2 separate regions of the Sus scrofa genome follow, and region 2 is linked to region 1. The links are chromatin contacts, called in public promoter capture Hi-C maps. All regions are on one chromosome and are shown on one strand. Each heading gives the region's core, a stretch centred on a gene start, on an enhancer-like site or on the middle of the called end of the contact. The rest is flanking DNA. Distances are from core to core; before and after follow the strand shown. Region 1 holds the start of CLHC1 (clathrin heavy chain linker domain-containing protein 1). Region 2 holds the start of RTN4 (reticulon 4).

Evidence for each region. Promoter capture Hi-C pulls out the DNA fragments that hold promoters and counts their contacts.
Region 2: a promoter capture Hi-C map of fetal liver shows a contact between it and region 1, with 3 times the contacts expected there. The contact joins the promoter of RTN4 here to the promoter of CLHC1 in region 1. A contact is called at or near these places in 2 of 5 promoter capture datasets (fetal liver and liver), 2 of 47 Hi-C or Micro-C datasets (embryonic fibroblasts and liver) and 1 of 2 datasets of contacts at active chromatin or transcription factors (alveolar macrophages).

What each region holds. Positions count from the first base shown.
Region 1 is chr3:85,990,712-85,994,175 of Sscrofa11.1, forward strand. It overlaps CLHC1 (clathrin heavy chain linker domain-containing protein 1), which reads left to right and starts at 1,596. Exons shown (of 10, transcript XM_021087534.1): 1 at 1,596-2,201. It overlaps RPS27A (ubiquitin-40S ribosomal protein S27a), which reads right to left and starts at 1,546. Exons shown (of 6, transcript XM_003125136.5): 1 at 1,467-1,546; 2 at 1,305-1,369; 3 at 781-835; 4 at 276-361. The coding sequence starts at 1,352.
Region 2 is chr3:86,214,377-86,217,589 of Sscrofa11.1, forward strand. RTN4 (reticulon 4) reads left to right here and starts at 1,459. Exons shown (of 7, transcript NM_001129963.1): 1 at 1,459-1,662. The coding sequence starts at 1,629.

The DNA.
Region 1 (3,464 bases), core at 346-2,845:
AACTGGATGTGACATAAATATACTCACAGATGGAGTCTCAGGAAAAAAAGATATCTGATTTCTATATAAACTATTAGTTTATAGAAAGATTAAGGAATACTTTAAATTACACTGTGATACAACATGCAAAACCCAAAATGTCAGACTGTAGCAGCATTTCTCAATTGTCAGTGTAGGAAGCACCTGGGAACCTACTCTAATCTAATGCTATTCTTCTCACTTTTGTTATTGGTCAAAATTTCCAAACTAAGACCTGTTCTTTCTGCCATACAGACCTTTTGAATGTTGTAGTCAGACAAAGTACGTCCATCTTCCAGTTGCTTGCCAGCAAAGATCAGTCTTTGCTGGTCAGGAGGAATCCCTAATTAGATTAAAATAAATAAATAAAATTAAGTGATTGCAAATCAAGCATATCTGCTCAAGATTTACAATCCTGAATCAAATAAATGGTACTAATAGTCATCAGTGGTTTTTGCTACAGACAATGTCTAAAGTAAATGTTTAATTTTATCTTATTTAATCTTAATACGGGTTAACATGATCATTTTATAGCTGATAACAGATGTAAATTAACTAGTTCATCTAAACTCACACTTGTGAAGGTACTGCAGCTTAGCCCCATGCCAAAACATTTGTCTACTGTCTTAGTTCAAAAGCGTTTTTGTCAACCTGACCTCTTCCACCCCACCAAAAGCATTTATGTCTAATGGCCTGAGCCTCTACAGATGAGTTTTAAAATGATTATATTAATCCATATTGAGATTAGTTTTAAAAAATTACCTTCCTTATCCTGGATCTTAGCCTTTACATTTTCTATTGTATCCGAGGGTTCGACCTATAAGTTTTGAAATGCAAGTATATTAGTAACACAAAAGAAACTAAAATAAACGCTCAATTCAACTTGAAGCTTGCTCAGGTACGCAGCCTCTGGGGACTGAAGTCACCCACGCCTCTTGATTTCTCTACACTGGGCGGGCTCCCAGGCACGCACACTTCCTCCCCCAGCCCGGGCCACGGCGGTGGCAGCCGAGCCACACGTGCTCGCGCGGAGCTGCGGGGGACGCCTCCCTCCCGCCACGCCAACCCGGCTTCAGCTACCTGGCCGGGACGAGGTGACAGGCTCGGACCTTTTACCGAAAACCTGCCCTAAGCCCTTGCTCAGCAGTAACAACGCTCACTTCAAAGCCAGGTTTCAGAGGGCAGGCTCGGAAACGTACTGCAAAGCAGAATACAGCGCGAGTGCCGAAATCCGCCTCAAGCCCCCCTCCTTCAGGCCGTGCCTTCTGCCTCTGCCTCGCACGTACCTCGAGAGTGATGGTCTTGCCCGTCAGCGTCTTCACGAATATCTGCATCTTGGCGGCGGTTCCACCTGAGCGTGAGGAAAAGAAGAAAATGAGTGAGATTTGGGTACAAAGAAGGGCTACAGCGGGCCCCGGGGCGGAGAAAGACCTAGAGCACACACTCACCACAGATGGCGGATCCGAAAGGAAGGGCGCTCCGACGGTCCAAGGCTTTCCCGACGTCCCCCAAGGCCCCGCCTCCTAGGCGTCCATGCAATGCCTGAGCGCTGTCGTAGCGGCTGTCCAACCACATGCCAGACCAAGTCGTGACCTAGCTTCTCTTTTCTAGCCTGGCTTACTTTTTATTTTAACCTCCAGAGTGCTCTCTAAGTAGTAGACTTAAACAACTCAAAAATTGTTTTTAAAAAGCTTTCTCCCTCTAGTTGACGTGGCCAAGAGGGTCTTTCAAAGGGGGTGGGGTTGAGGGGGGGGCCTCACGAGGGAAAGGGAGGAAGTAGAAGTCTTTTCTGGGAACTGTAGTTTTCCAACGCTTTCTCTTTTTTTTAGGACTTCTTGTCCCGAGATGCAGTTCCACACGCCCGGGTTTCCTGGTTACTATACCTAGTTACAGCCTAGCGCTGGAGTTGGGGTTTGCTGAAGGTGGTTAAGGTTAGGTGGGAGCAAGGGTGAAGCGCAGTAATGGTTTCGGGGAAAGTGTAAATGGCTTGGAAATGGTTAGGAGGAAAAGTTAGGAGGCTGGAAAAGGGTGGAGGAACCAAAGTGTTGTTCATCCCCTTACATAAGCGGTGAGGGGCGGAGGATCAGCCATCTACCACCGAACGCTTCCCGGTTCTTCAAGGGAAGGGCATTCCTGTGGCCAACTCCAGGCAAGCTGAATAGGTGATGCTCCTAAAACCTTGGGTCGGTCTTTTTCTCGGCCTATAGCCCCTCCCCACCTTCAACCCCCTAGGCTCCCCTAGTCTGAGAAGGTTCTGTCTAGTGTGTCACTTCGAGGTGTGCAATGGCTTAATATGTTGAAAAACGTCAGAAGTTTTCAAATTTTCTAATGAAGCCATAGGGGAAAGAAACCTGCGGAATGGTTCTTTATTGTAGAGTTTCCAAGTTTAGACTTTGGAATTGTGGTGAAAATCCTAAGAGGAAATTTTTGAAGAATGTGGGGCGCTCTCCCGGCGAGGCGGGCGGGTTAGCACTTCCCCTGGCCTTTCTCCGCTGTACAAACCACAGAATCCTTATACACACCCCTCCTATTGTCTAATTACTTTATTTCTCTGTGCCCTCTCCTTTGCATCCCCATCCCCACGTTCAGGTCCTCCTTAATTTTTTTTTTTTAATGATTTTTACCTTTTCCATTATAGCTGGTTTACAGTGTTTTGTCAGTTTTCTACTGTACAGCAAGGTGGCCCAGTCACACATACACATATACATTCTTTTTTTCACATTTTCATGTTCCATCATAAGTGACTAGTAGGTCCTCCTTAATTTTCTCTGTTCCCAGTCTTTCTTTTCTAACCTACCTTCACTGTTGCCTCCAAAATATTCTAAAAAATAAAAAAATGATTATGTCATTATTTTAATTCACCTTCAAGATGAAATCCAAATTTCTTTTTCCTTTTTTTTTTTTTTTTTTTGCTTTTCAGGGTCACACATGTGACATATGGAAGTTCCCGAGCTAGGGGTTGAATTGGGGAGCTGGAGCTGCCTGCCTACACAACAGCGTCAACAGCTCAGGATCTGAGCTGCTTCTGTGACCTCCACCACAGGTCATGGCATCTCCAGATTCCCCAACCCACTGAGCAAGGCCAGGGATTGAACCCACACCCTCATGGATACTAATTGGGTTTGTAACCCACTGAGCCACAATGGGAACTCCAAATTTCTTTTTTTCTTTTTTTTTTTTTTAAGCTTTATTGAGGTATTGTTGATTCACAAGGTTGTGATAATTACTGTTGTACAACTGAGTGATTCAGTTATACATGTACAAACAGCCATTCTCTTTCAGATTCCTTTCCCACATAGCGAAATTTCTTAATGTGATATTCAGCCTCTTCCTTACAGCCTAATCTGCTAAACCCATTACCGTTACTCACTTTACACCACTTTATTAACATTGAAGTAATCAAAGTTCCTGATATGCTCTTTCATACTTTGGCTCTTTCTTTCTTT
Region 2 (3,213 bases), core at 209-2,708, 220 kb after region 1:
TAATCTCTGATTTGAAAACAGTGTTTGGGTGCTGTTTTTGAGTGTGTTATTCTAATGCTAAAGTATTTATTGGCCTTCAGCCTTAAGGGATTCATTATTAGGAAATACTGTTTTGGAAATATTATGTATTTACTGCCTAGTTTGGGATTTCTAACTGTTGCATGGAGAGGCCAGACATTCTCAGCCATGATATGAGTTGGTGACAGTGTTCTCAAATACCACATTTTGCAGGGGTTCAGTGAATAAAGTTAAATATTAACTTTTGAACTGAGAATACTAGACGCTCTTTAAAAATTGCTCCGCTTTATTTATGTTTGCATTTAGGCATAGAGGCAAAGAACTGAGTCCCTTGATATTCAGGCTGCTTCTGATATGAAGGATTTTGCAGAGTTTTGCAGCCTACACAGTTTTATGGGAAGTTCCAAAAAATACTATACCTATTTCAAGTGTACCTGTATAGTCTTACGAAGTATGTACTTTCGTCCTTAGGCTGCATATCTTATGATACTTCAATATATCGCACATTTGAAGATATTTTCGCTGATTTGTCATTATATGTTTCTGCTTAATGATTAATGATTAAACCAGTAAACCATCAGTTAAACCAGTTGTGAAACATTAGTAAAGACTTAATATTTTGCACTGGAATGAATGCCAGTTTCATAAATTTGAACAAAAATTTCAGGAATTCTTTATGGATTTGTCTTTGTATTTATCAGTAAAATTTTAGCTTGTTATTATATCCTTTTCCCAAAGCAAATGATATAATTAGCACATGAATATTTCTCCTCAAGCCAAGTCTATTAATAGTACCTGCAGTGGTGTCTAATAGATATTTATTGAAAGATTGAGTTGGAGCAGGTGATAAGAATAAGTATATATTTGCAAGTCTCTGGATTTCCATAGTTGTAACAGAAGAAAAAAATAATATTACGTTAGAAATATGTATTCAACTGCTAAAATTGAATATAATTTTTTTCTATTGAAATTTAACATATATTCAATAAATATTAATAATTTGACTTCATGATTCTCCTGTCATGCCCTTCCTTATAAGGGTGCAAAATGCTGATTATTTAGAAGCAAGTAAGAGACTCAGCATTTACCAGACTTGAAATTTAAGTTATTACCCTTCTTTGGATCAGTCCATTTTTATCTTATCAGGTAACTATTGATTTTAAAGTTTTAAATGAAGCTGAAAACCATCAGTAAATTCCCCTGTCAAAAAAAAAAAACAAAAAAAAAACTGCACATGGCTTGAAGTGTATTTCAAGTATATACAATGCTTAACTCTGCCAGAACAACCCCCTTTTCTTTCTTTTGGTAGCTTGCCCCTCCCCCTGCAAAAGTAGCTTTGTTTGGTCTGAGCAACAAGCAAAAGACTAGAACAATAAACAGATAGAAGGCGGTAGTGCCTGAGTATTAGTAGCCTAGTTACAGATTGCACTGCGTCAGACTGCTCCACACCCAGAAGGCGTCAGGTGACTGCAGTTGTGCAGCAGAGGAGACTGCAGACTTCGGTTGAGGAAACATATTTCATGTCTCAGGGGGTAGATTTTTGCAGTTACAGCTTTTCTGTTGGTATGCATAATTGATAATTGCATCTGGAGGGCAGATCGTGACAAGAGATGGACGGTCAGAAGAAAAATTGGAAGGACAAGGGTATATCTGCTTTTTAACCTTTATTCAGTTTTTTTTATGTAACCAACAAAATATTTCTATGAATAAGCTTTGCCATTTAGATATATTTTGGATTGCAAATGAAGCCTGTGGAAGGTTTAAGAGTAAAGAGTTAAAAGAGCTATTTCAAATGTTTTTGCATTTGGTTATGTATGAGAAAATGTCATGCTGTTCTGTTTCACTGGCATTTGATTTAGTCTCTGCATTCCGATCTTTGATTAGGTTCTATTCTTTAATATTGCACATTGTAAACTGTTTAGTTTTAACATATTTCATTTGTTGGTCACTTTGGTGTGATGAATCTACATTTCCATCTTTGTATTTCATAATGACATATTTTCTGTGACTATTTTTTTAAAAAGCTGACTCTCGGAATGGTTGAAATTCTATCCAAAGGTCTGTAGGTAGCAAGATCTTGCATTTACAATAAGCTCGTTTTCTTCTTTGGAAATCTTATTATTAAATCTTTGAAGTTACTACCAGTGGCCTTTTAATTAGATTATAATTTTGTATATCTTAAAATGGTTAAAATGTATACATGGTAGTTTTAAATGTGTGTCTATATTTAAGTCACTAACCCTTGTCCTTGTAATAACCAATCAGTGATCTTGATCCCTTTTCCTCCCCCTTGAAAGCCCAGATCCTTTCAAGTCTCAGTGGATCGGGATTGTGTAAGAATTTAAGCGCATAAGTGTAATGAATATTTAAAAAATATTTTATTATGTCAGTGGTTAAATGTGCCATTTTAAGAAAAAGGGAAGGTAGTAGACTGTATACCTGGCGTTACAATAAATTGTCTTAAAAATTATTAGAGCTATTTTTAAGTAGTCCAACTAGACATTCCACACAAGCAGTTTTTTTTTTTTTGGCCATGTTCAAGTTTTATAATTTAAAACATTATTTATTTCTATAGCAGAATTTTAGCAGGGTTGGTGATAATGTTTCTAAAAGCAATCTGTGGAGCTAATTACAGTAACCTTTACAGTATTCTTTTAAAAATTTGTTCAATAAAGTATTGTGGGGAAAACATGAGCTTAATCTTGTTCATATTGAGACATTGGAAAGCTTTTATAGTTACAATTTAAAGAACAGAAAATAATACGTCTTTGGATTTTTATCTCTATGGTTTTTTATGTGTGAATTTAATGAAGAGAAGGATTTTTATTTCTTCATCTTTCTGACCATTAGCATTACAAAGTGAAAGGTGAATTGCTACACTAGTTTTTGATTAGTAAAAATGATAGTAGTGCTAACAATACAGGGAATATAGGCTTTAAAAAATAGGCGAAAAGTCACATCTGGGCCTATTCTGCAACTTTTTAGGCTCTGTATTTGTAATTTGAACCTTAGTCCATTTAATAACATCTTAAATTCTTTATGTACTCAACTAATTTAAGGATATTTTGAGACTGGAGAAATTAAGATCCAGTATAGTGCATATTATACCAAAGATTTATTTTGATTATTTTTAGATACTAAATATAAAATCAAATTTACTCTTAAATATCTCTGGGGAGGCTCACTTTGTAAGTG